Regions from separate parts of the Rattus norvegicus genome. Here region 1 is linked to region 2. The links are chromatin contacts, called in public Hi-C maps. All regions are on one chromosome and are shown on one strand. Each heading gives the region's core, a stretch centred on a gene start, on an enhancer-like site or on the middle of the called end of the contact. The rest is flanking DNA. Distances are from core to core; before and after follow the strand shown.

The links. A called contact is a pair of places that touch in the nucleus more often than the background predicts.
Region 1: a Hi-C map of frontal cortex shows a contact between it and region 2, with 2.1 times the contacts expected there. The contact joins two enhancer-like sites. A contact is called at or near these places in 3 of 12 Hi-C or Micro-C datasets (Schwann cells, frontal cortex and prefrontal cortex).

The regions. Positions count from the first base shown.
Region 1 is chr8:44,950,015-44,955,315 of GRCr8, reverse strand. The region is part of intron 1 of Pknox2 (PBX/knotted 1 homeobox 2); the gene reads left to right. Among named protein-coding and RNA genes, the nearest start is that of Pknox2, 27 kb to the left of the region's middle. Within about 2 kb of position 3,630, at least 43 of the 93 cell types and tissues checked have an H3K27ac peak or open chromatin away from gene starts, as enhancers often do.
Region 2 is chr8:44,873,030-44,878,339 of GRCr8, reverse strand. The region is part of intron 2 of Pknox2 (PBX/knotted 1 homeobox 2); the gene reads left to right. Among named protein-coding and RNA genes, the nearest start is that of Pknox2, 100 kb to the left of the region's middle. Within about 2 kb of position 3,854, at least 10 of the 93 cell types and tissues checked have an H3K27ac peak or open chromatin away from gene starts, as enhancers often do.

The sequences.
Region 1 (5,301 bases), core at 2,381-4,880, 77 kb before region 2:
ACGTACTCATCCACTATCATGTATGTCTGTCTACTATGTTGTTGACACTTGGACATAAACAAGTAGTCCTGAGGTTTTCTGCCAGGTTGAATAAAAAATTTCAGAAATGGGGAATCGATAAATAACCTATCTATACTGAGGTTCTAGTTCTAGCACTCTATGTGCACAGAGTTTGGTCTCTTTCCTATCTTAAATCCCCTAGCCTTTCTGCCCCAGTTCTTCAGCACCTCAGAAATCAAATCAGACCTCTTGTCTATGCCTCTGTGCACTGGGTCTAACCTGTGCACTTCTGCTTGACCCTTTCCTCCAGCTGAAGGCTATCTTTCACATTGCTTCCTCTCAGTATCTAGAGAAAACACCCACTTGCCTTTGCTCAGGAGGCCTGATCAGCGTCCTGGTGTGGGGAGCCTCCCTGGGACCTGTGTGGCCTTGGGTAGCCTCCATGCTATGATTATTGCTTCTCATTATAGCCTGTTGTAAGTCCACCTCACTGACCACCCAATTCTGCCTCTCCTGTTACACCGCTCTCAATCTTTGCTTTTTCTTTTTCTTTTTTTTTAAAGATTTATTCATTTATTATATATAAGTATACTGTAGCTGTCTTCAGATACACCAGAAGAGGGCATCAGATCTCCTTACAGATGGTTGTGAGACACCATGTGGTTGCTGGGAATTGAACTCAGGACCTCTGGAAGAGTAGTTGGGACTCTTAACCACTGAGCCATCTCTCCAGCCCTGCTTTTTCTTTTTTATCAGAAAAGTATTTGCTGCTCACCTAGGTTGGGAATGTAGAGAATGTTTCAGAAGTAAAAAAAACAAAAAGCAAAAACAAACAAACAAACAAACAAAAAACCTAGTTCAGTTGCTTTTATCATGTTTCCTTCAAAACAGCAGCACAATGCCTGGGCTGATTTCCTTGCAACGCATCATCCATGTATGTCCTTGCTGAAAAATCTCCCTTCCCTTCCCCAAGCCCATCCTTACAGTCAGGGCTGAACACATCTTGCAATAGCCTTCAGGACAAATGATTTTTTTTTCCATCTAGGCATGTGTTTACTGGACATCTGCCATGGGCTAGAGTCTGTGAGATTAGGAAACACTAACACAGAGGCCTTCTGCTGTAGGGATAAGACTGCTGGCCCAGAAGGGAGCCTTGGTTGGTTAAGTTTGATGTGTGCTGCTCTCTCTTCAGTCATCCCATGGAAATGATGAGTTTTCACTATGGCGCAGGAGATGAGAACATTTTAAATAAGATCGAGATGGTAGTAATGATTTACCAACTTTAAATGCTGGCTAATTCAGCTGGGACATGACCAACTCACAATGTGATTTAGAACATGAATGCTAGTCCTGCATTCTGGCCTTCCCTCTCATAGTAAGGGGTATAGAGAAATGCTTGCTGGATGTATGGGATGGTTACATAGACCCAGCTTCATCCTAACCTCTACACTTAAACCCAGTCACTGCTCTGAGTGCATCTCACTTTGCCTTGATAAATGGTTAGGACATTGCTTTTCTGGGACAGGACAATGCCCTGTGACCATATAGCACTCAAAGTACTCTGCCACCTACCACTCTTTCCTCTCATGTGTGTATTGGTTCTGTTTTGTGGTTCCTTTATCATGACAAATTTCTTTTTTTTTTGGTTCTTTTTTTCGGAGCTGGGGACCGAACCCAGGGCCTTGCGCTTCCTAGGCAAGCGCTCTACCACTGAGCTAAATCCCCAACCCCTATCATGACAAATTTCTGGTCAGGAGTCCTTGGCCTGGCTTTTTCCCATGACCCTTCCCAACCAACCACACTCACATCTACTAGGTATGAAGTCAGGAGCGTCTGCTCAATAAATGCCTTCAATGATCTCACTGGCCAGAGTGGAAGCACCAGCAATATCCTTGACCAGCAAATCTCCGAGTTTACAACTGACTGTCGAGCATGTCTTGCTCAATGGGAAGAGAGTTGGCCAACTGGAGAAGCAGGGCTTCAGCTCTGATGATGTCCTTGTCAGATCAGGAAAACATAATAGAAATATTTTGAGATAACATATTTTTGTTAAGAAGTCAAATAGGTGGTATGTAGGCAAATGCAATCTACAGACCCACTGTCAAACCAGACCTTCAGTTCTAGGGTGTCACAGTGACTGTTCACTCCCTCACTGACCTTGTCCATGAGGCCAAGCCATCATAGGAACCATTCCTTGGAGGTCCAGAAGGGCAGGTGAATGTAGACAGTCTGCCAGTGCCCTGTGACCAAGCTTAGGCTGGCTGGTGGGGAAGAGTTAAAAGGGAAGTTATTCATTGTCAAGTAAGGAGGAAGGGATCTTGGCTAGGACTAAGGAGGACTCCTGACTCACAAGACACTTCGGTGGCATCCCCAGTTCATGAAACAAAGAAGGGTAAGGGGGCTGGAGTGAGAATATGGAGGTGGCCCTAGGAGAGGGGGTTCCTCTGTGTATCTTTCCTTCATGAGCAGAGAGCCAGGAAAGTAAAGGCTTATGTTCTGGCTTCCTCATGGGAGACAGCAGGTTGGCTGACCAGCTAATAGGGCTGCCCAAGGAGGGAAGTGGTCTCACCTCTCTGTCTGAAAAGGTACTTGTTGAGCATCAGGACCTAGCACAGTTTAGACAGGGTCATGGGTGGGCAGGTAGTTGGCCTTAAGCCACCTGAGGAACTCTAGACATTATGGACTGGCAGGAGCTGTCTACCAGCTATCTGGAATCCACTTCCATATCTCCCCCTCCGGGTGTGTGTGTGTGTGTGTGTGTGTGTGTGTGTGTGTGTGTGTGTGTGTGTGTTGTGTGTGTGTGTGTGTGTGCACATCTTTCTGTGTTTCTTGTCTTATGTTTTCTGATGCAATCCTCTGGACCCAAGCCTTCTTGCCAGGGAGGAATGCAGACCACAGCTGGGGAGCCAGCTGCTAGGCTGTCTCATCCATTCCTCCTCCACTCCAGCACCTCCTCACCTCTCTTTTCCCCTCCTCTAACTCCCTGCCTCTCAACTGTCTACTTCTCCCACTCACTCCCATCTGCTCATGAGCTCACATGCCTTCTCCTTTTTGTATGCTCCTTTCTATTCCTGTTATCAGCTCCGCACATCCCAATCCCTCCCGCTCTTGTTACTCATTTTCGGATGCCCCCTCCCGCATGTCCCTAGGTGTCTGGAGTGAAGAAGGCTGAGTTGCCATGGAATCACCACAAGCATGGAGAGACAGAACCCTGGGCCAACCCCAGCCGTGCTCTGGTTGTATAACCGGGGACCAAAACTCTTCTTTGGGCCTCAGTTTCTCCAGAATAATGGAGAGGACGTTGCACTCTTAAGGATATTCTGTATTTCATAGAGAGCTCCTCTGAGCTCTGCCCCCATGCCTATCCCCATTGAGCCTGGCTACAACCAGGCTCCTTTCCTGGCTGGAGCAAGTGTAATGCTTGGGGTTGGGGTGGGGGTCGGAGCCCACGGAGGGGCTCTGCTGCCCAGCCTAGTTTAGGCAAACAGCAGGGACTGCTGGCAGCAGCTCCAGCCCCCACTTATGCTGTAACAGCTGCAGTCCAGCTGCTGGCATCCCTGCTGGGGGAGCGTGCTAAACCTCTCTGGGGTCAACGCTGTGGTATGTCGGTTTCCATAGCAACCAGCCAACGGGCCACTTTCTCAGAACAATTCCCCTACTCAGCCGGGTTCTGGACTTAGCTCAGCCCAAGGGCATGTGCTGAGAGCTGAGCTGGATGGGGGAGAGGGCACCTAGGGTCCCACTCGGCCCCACAAAAAGTGGTTATCTCAGTCTTGTCTTCGCGCAACGTCTGGATCAGAGGCTAAGACTGCAGGCAGTCTTCCGGTCTGGCTGGCCCTGATTCCCTCTCAGTGACACTGCTACCTCCCATTGCCATTCCCAGACCCCCAAGCTGTTGGAAGACAGCTCAGGCCTTTGTCTGGGTATAGACAACAGCTGCTTGGCCAGGCTTAGAGCTGGAAGAGAAAATCCCGGGTGCTGTACAGTGTAGGTGCATATATGTGGTGTGAGTGGGTGGGGACACTTTTCCCGTTTTTTCTGCCTTCTATCTCTGTACCCTTACAGGAATAAATGAATCCCACTTGCCCCATCCATGTGACGTCAAGGAACGGAGTCCAAGTAAGCTCTCTTCTCCCTCTTTAGAGGTGGAAAATGCTTATAGCACAGGAGTGAACTTCCTGAATGGAGCAGTTCCTTATGGTCCTTGACACTGTCAGAAAAAGGTGAACACTCAGTGTAGGAATCACAGTGAATCTTTCTGGACAAGTAACTGACAACCAATGGGAAACGGATGCCTAGGGGCCTTGACTAGGCACCAATGCAGATGCCTGCTGTGTGCCTCTCAAGCGCCTGATACCTTTCCCCCTGGTCCACAGGAATGCAACCTGGGCCCCTGTGGACTTTGTTTCTGGATAGGAGTTTAATTCTCAAAAGGACCAATTAGGAAATGGGGAAACCGAGGTTAGCCATGGAGTTGATAAGTAACCCTAAGAGCTCCAGGACTTGGAGACGCTATGTGGGTGGTCCCTGAAAAGACCTTAAAGTCATAGAGTTCTATTAGGGTGGCCCATCCAGCTGTTTTCTTCAGTGGTTTCACTTTCAAGGAGCCCCGTTCTGTTCTGCCCGTCTCCGCTCTCTTAAAACAAGGGGACAGATGTCCATGGGCCACAGCTGCACAAGTTAAGTCCTGGAAACAGGTGTGGAATTACTCCCCTCCCCCGTGAGGGGAACCAGGAAGGTGGCCAGCTTTAGACAGGGATGGGTTTTTCCCACCTATGAAACGGGAGCGCTGCTTCTGATTAGCACTTCCCAGCTTGGACTCCACACCACAGAAGGCTCTGAAGGGTAAGGAACAGGCTCCAAAGCCAAACTAGGTCCTCAAGAACTCCAGGACTCCTTACAACCTAAGACCCTTTAAGAAACACAACACTAAAGACCTAAAAACCCAGTTCTTGACACGGGGGGCATTGCACCCTCATTCGAATCTTAAGAACAAACCCACTCCAATAAACACTAGCTTCTATAAGAGGGTCCCAGCCCCTTCCTTCTTTGCTCATGTTCCTTACAGCGCCAACCCTTAGCCTAACCATGCCTGGATGCTTAAGGGCCAACTGTGGCCTCTTTGCTTCCTAGGATGGGACAGTGCTCTAGAGCAAGAGAGGAGAGCATTCTAGTCAAGCACCTAGTCAGAGGGAACACTAAAGGGGAGACATACTCTGTAGAGAAGCCCTGTTCTCCAGGGGGCAATGGCTGGTCTACAGGAGGGGCTTACAGGGGTGAGCTGAAGAGAATTAATCCCCT
Region 2 (5,310 bases), core at 2,605-5,104:
AAGTCGCCTGCTTGGCTTCAGCTCGGGGAACTTTTTCATTTTATTATTTCTCTAGTCACTGTCCTCAGTAGCCTCTGCCTTCTCCATATGGCACGTCAATCGCTCACGCAGGACTCGGAACCTACTGGTTGGTTACTGAGCCTGCTATTTAGGACCTGAGCTCTAAAGAGGACCCTGTAGCCAGCTTGCTGCTCCACCTGAAAAAATTCCTGTTTGTTCAAAGGAGTCAGAGCTCTTGGTTGTTTATGACCTAGCTCTCTTGGTCCTCTGACAATTAACCCTAGGACCTTGGATCCCCACTGCTCCTGGACTAGGGAAGAGGCAGCCAGTTTCTGGTCTGTGAAGGGGAAGCTGGGGTACAAATCAGGACAGTCATGGCAGCCATCCCTCAGCTGCGGTTCACTGTTAAGAGCCTTCCATCTCCCGACATCCACGGTCCTTGACCCAGTCTTTCTGAAATGGACTTCCTTATCTCTTCATCTCTCTATGCCCAATCTGCCTACCTCCCTCTCCCACCCACCCCCATATTTTTAGCCCAGGCACATGCACACATGTCCTGTTAGAGAAATAATCCTGATAGTTCAAGTCTCCCCCGTATAAATCCCTGGACAAGGACTTAGCAGATGGGTCTTCTGAGTGCTCTAGAGCAGAGGCTGTGATCTCATATCACAAAGAGGCCTGCAGAGAGCAGGGACCCATCCAAGCTTTTCAGATTGGTGCATTAGAGGGGTGTCAGCTTTCGTGGGAATCCCATTTCCCAGACCTTTCTGCCCTGATGACTTCCCGCATATAGCTCAGTCCCCCTGCATGCCTAGGTCACCCTGCTCTGGACAAAATGAGTCAAGATGCTTCTTTTACCTTTGGCAGCCTGACCCTGAGAGATGCTCAAATCCCAGGAGATGGAGGTCTGTTGTAAGTTGGAGCCTCCTAATTGGTCCTTGAGGACCAATGGACAAAATTATCTTCTCCACTCTTCCTTCTACCCACCGGTCCTTTCCCTAGCACAGCAAGGGAAGCTTATCATCTAGGGTGAAGAAGGGGAGGGAGAGGCACAATTTTTAACTTGCAGAAGGCAAGGGCTCTTTCTTTTCCATCAGCATCATAATGAGAGGAAATTAGTCGTCATTGCAAAGACTCGGTGAGCTATACTTCTCAGACAAGTTACCAGTGTTCAAAGTGTCTGCTGCCAATATGAAACACGTCTCCGGGTCTGAATGCAGCTGGAAGGGCTGAAGCATGACTAAAGGTTTCCCTGGTAGGAGCCAGAGGACTACAGACCCCTTCCTAAGGCTGGGGTGAAAAGGAAGGGGTCTGGCAGGAGGAAGCCAGGAGCCAGTGGGAGGTGAATCGCGTAGCCCTGGTGCTCTGTCCTCATGTCTAACAGCTGCCACTTTGGAGGCTGTAAGTAATACCATTTGCTGACCCAGAACAATGTCTCTATCCACTGCCCATGCAGCTTTCTGCCTGGAGTCTCTCTGGGCTGAGATGGAGAAAGTGCAAAAGAAAGGTACCCTGGAAGGGGCTTCTGTTAAAGACAAAACAAAATAAAACAAGACAAAAAAGCAGCTAGGACTTAGATGTGACACAAAGCATCACTCCCAAATGATGGAGTGGCACAGCTTAAAACACATAATATTACTGAACTTTGGAAGGAAAGAGAAGAGAGTCTCAGCCTTTGGATTGCGTTTGAATAGGGACGCTGCTTAGACGCTGCTGTGGATGGACCTGGAAAGCCATACGTGGGATAGCCAAGAAGGCCATGTAAAGACAGAGAACAGGTTAACAGCAAGATTCTCCTTCCCCTACTCTATTTAAGCCCCAGTGAGGAGGCACTTGGGTCCAGACTGACCAGGAGGCACTGACATAGAACCTGGGTCAGTGTGAATCAGAGCTCTGGTCTCCCTTGGAGGCACGTGTGATCAGGAACAAGCAGCCTGGGGCTTGTGCCTACAGCGCGTGTTTTCAAAGTTCCTGCCAGACAAGGAAATAAAGTATCAGGTTCCCAACTCTCCAAGGCCTCTGAGGTGCAGTCTTCAGCCAGACACTCATTGTCTCATGTTCATTCTTTGATTTCATTCTTTCCCTTCCTAATTGAGCACACAGTCCAGTGAATCTGTGAAGGAGACTCCAGATCTGCTGTGTCAGCAAGCTAAATGTTTTTCCTCTGTCTCAGTTTTATCATGTTACAAGACCCCCCCCACCCCTCCCCGTTCTTATCTCTGGTATCAGCATTTTCCTTTTTCATCTCCCTCTCATTCATTTTTTTCTATAAAATAACAAGAGCAAAATGCAATCAAATATTTGCATACATTTGGACTAGTTCTGCTCGCTACCAGGGTAAGAGTACCAACAGGAAGGAACCATGGAGGAAGCAGCCCCACGGTGGGAGATGATGAAGCCCCACTGTGGGGAGGTGTGGGAGGTACCTGGATTAGCTATCACTAAAGCCCACATGTGACACGCAGAAGACACCAGTATTCTTTTCATGATACGATTTTTTTTAGAAGTCTGGACCACATGAAAATGAAGGAACAGTCTCTGTACAGGACCAAATCCAAGATGGCAGTTTGTTTCCACAACCGCCTTGCCTTCTCAGTGCTGGGCTCCTTCTCATTTTCTGGGATCACTTTCTTCCCCAGATGTTTCTGGCTTTTATCCTGAAACATTTGTACTCCTTAATCAGACTGTGTGAAATATTTTAAAAATGATTCCACCTGTCTAAGCCTCAGTTTTCCCATCCACAAATTGGGCCAACATGACTGACTCTGCATGGTAGAGAAAAGGCAAGGGTATCAATATATGCTTAGTAATATACTCAGTGTGAGCTAAGGGTCACTATTCACTCCTTATTACTGTCTCACCGTCATCAAAATTAACGATGAGGGAAGGGGCTAACAAACTCCTCTCTGACGTCTAAAAGGCACCTGGACCTAAAAGGTCCTAGATTTGCACTTTAACAGAAAGCCAAAGTAATGGGTGTATAACTTTGCAGGAGTATTTTATTCACTAGGACAAGAGGCCTGGGAACTTGTACTGCATACACTTTTACCCCACAAAACAACACCTAGAAAATGGAAGCCATAGCTATGATCTTATGCTGGGGAGCAAAGAGGTTCCTGGGTAGGGAAGGGCATATGGCAGAGATAGGAATTTTTCATGACTTAGAAATGTGTGGAGCAACATTTCCGCGTCCTGCAGTGGCGCCCCATGTCTGCCCGTTGCAAGGCTCTGAGCGAGGCTGAAGGTAACGGAAGGCTTCGTGGTCAGTTGGATAGGGTTTGGAGCCAAAGTTTGATGAAGGAAAAGTGATGTGGTTGTGAAATACAGAATACCATCCTATCCTAACTGGTGAGGAACAGAGCAAAAGGTGCGCGAAGGGTACATCTTAGGTCAGAGACAGAGGACATGTGTGCCAGCAGGGATATGAGGCTGGGGCCCCGTATAGACTCACTTCCTCTCACATCGACTGCCATCCTCTGTCCTTTGTGGCCTGCTTCTTGGGATACCAGGAACACAGAGTCAAGGCACATGCCCCCATTCTAGCAGCAGTAAGGGCCAAAGTAGACGCCACCCGAACGGAGAAGTACGCCCACTGCTGAGGCCAAAGAGCTGCTTTTTCATCAGATTGTTTTATTTTTTATTTTTCCTGGAGATGAACTTAAAAACTTGGATCAGGTATCGACCCAAACAGGTATCAAACAGCCAGAGAACATAGTTTGGTACTTCTCGGAGAGGAAAAGGCCTGGCAGGCCCTCTGCAGAGGCTCTGGTTCCGAGTCTCAGACTGTCCCAGCTAATAGGCTGAAGAGGCTTCCCAGGCCTCTGCTCTGTGCTCTAGCCCCTCCCTGCTTGCTCTTCTCCTCAAGCTCCGCCCTCAGCCCTCAGCCCTCAGACTAGTCAGGGAAGAGGCAGACAGGGCATCAGGGACTAGCCGCCTGGCTTCTGTCATCCGGGATCCCCAGGATCTGAGCTGTTTGTCTCTGTTGAATTGTGAGCCTCTGGGGCCAGGCCTGTGTTGTTTTCTCAGCTCTGTTCCCCAGGCTGCTTTCGGCTCTCCACAAATAATAATAAACCTGGGAATCAAGTCCGTCGAGGGGGACTTTGCATCCCTGAGTTCATCTTTAGACTTGTTTCTCTTCGTGTGTGCAGACAAGAGAGAACACGTGGTGGCATCTCAGGAGGCCAGGTTGGAGCTCCCTGGTTCCCTGGCAGTCCGCTATCTGCCAACACCTGGTGGAGGATCGGGAGGGCTCGTCTCTGTTGATAATCATTGGAGTTGCAAAGGAAAAGACACAAGATTGAACCAAAGGCCTTAAGCCCTCTCCTTTCCCGTTCCTCTCTTTCTCCCACCCATGATGTAGACTCAAAGGGGGCTGGACTGAAAAGGAAGGAGGGTAACTAGATGTGGAGGGGCATGGCTGTGATCCCAGTGGGTGAAGAGCTGAGGCAGGAGGATCTCCATTTAGAAGACACCCTTCTGAAGAGTGGGAGGGAGTAGCACCAGCCTGTTTTTAAAACGAAACAGAAAACAGAAAAGGGAAAGAGAGTTCAGAATTGTGTCTTTAGGTGAGAAGGTTGCGGGCGGGGTGGGCAGGCAACTGGCGCAGGGCAGCTATTAGGCTTCCTCTCACTTCCGTTTCTAGGCACAATGGAAGAGTGTCAGGGAAGGAGACATTTTCTTCAAGTTGAACACTTGACAAAAGCAAGACCCAACCTCAGTAAATGTGAAGTTTAAGAGGCTAATGATACCCCACCAGGGCAGAGTGGCACCTCCTTTTCAGCAGCCTACTCCATCAGAAGTCCCGGGGCCACCCTCTGCCTCCCAGCACGGGGAAGAGCAAACCCTTCTGGGAAAGGCACCATGCGTGCTCCTCCCCACCCCCGCCCCAACCCCTGTGCTGTTGTTTTATTTTGTTTAAAGGAACCAAAGGGAGAAAAATTGCCAAGTTGTAAAGTGTTTAAAGAAGAGATGAGAATCTTCATCAAAATGCTAAAAGCTGGAGGGGGGGAGTAATGTGCAAACTCTTGCCTGCTATTTATGGGATTGATTCTCAGATCAAGAAGAGGCAAGCAGTTGGATGAAAGGAATTATTGTTAAGCTCCTCGGTAGGAAGATCTAATGGACAATTGCCGCTATCAGGGGGAATTAAATTGCTGTTTCAGTTTGTAAAATATATCAGCGGCTTTTTGAAGCCAGTGAAGGTGTGACACAGAGGCAGGGGGGCGGGCAGATAGGGGCCCCACCATTCTGCTGAGCTGGTATCGAGCGGGAACAGATGAGGAAGAGGGTTCCGGGCCTTAGACTGTTTTT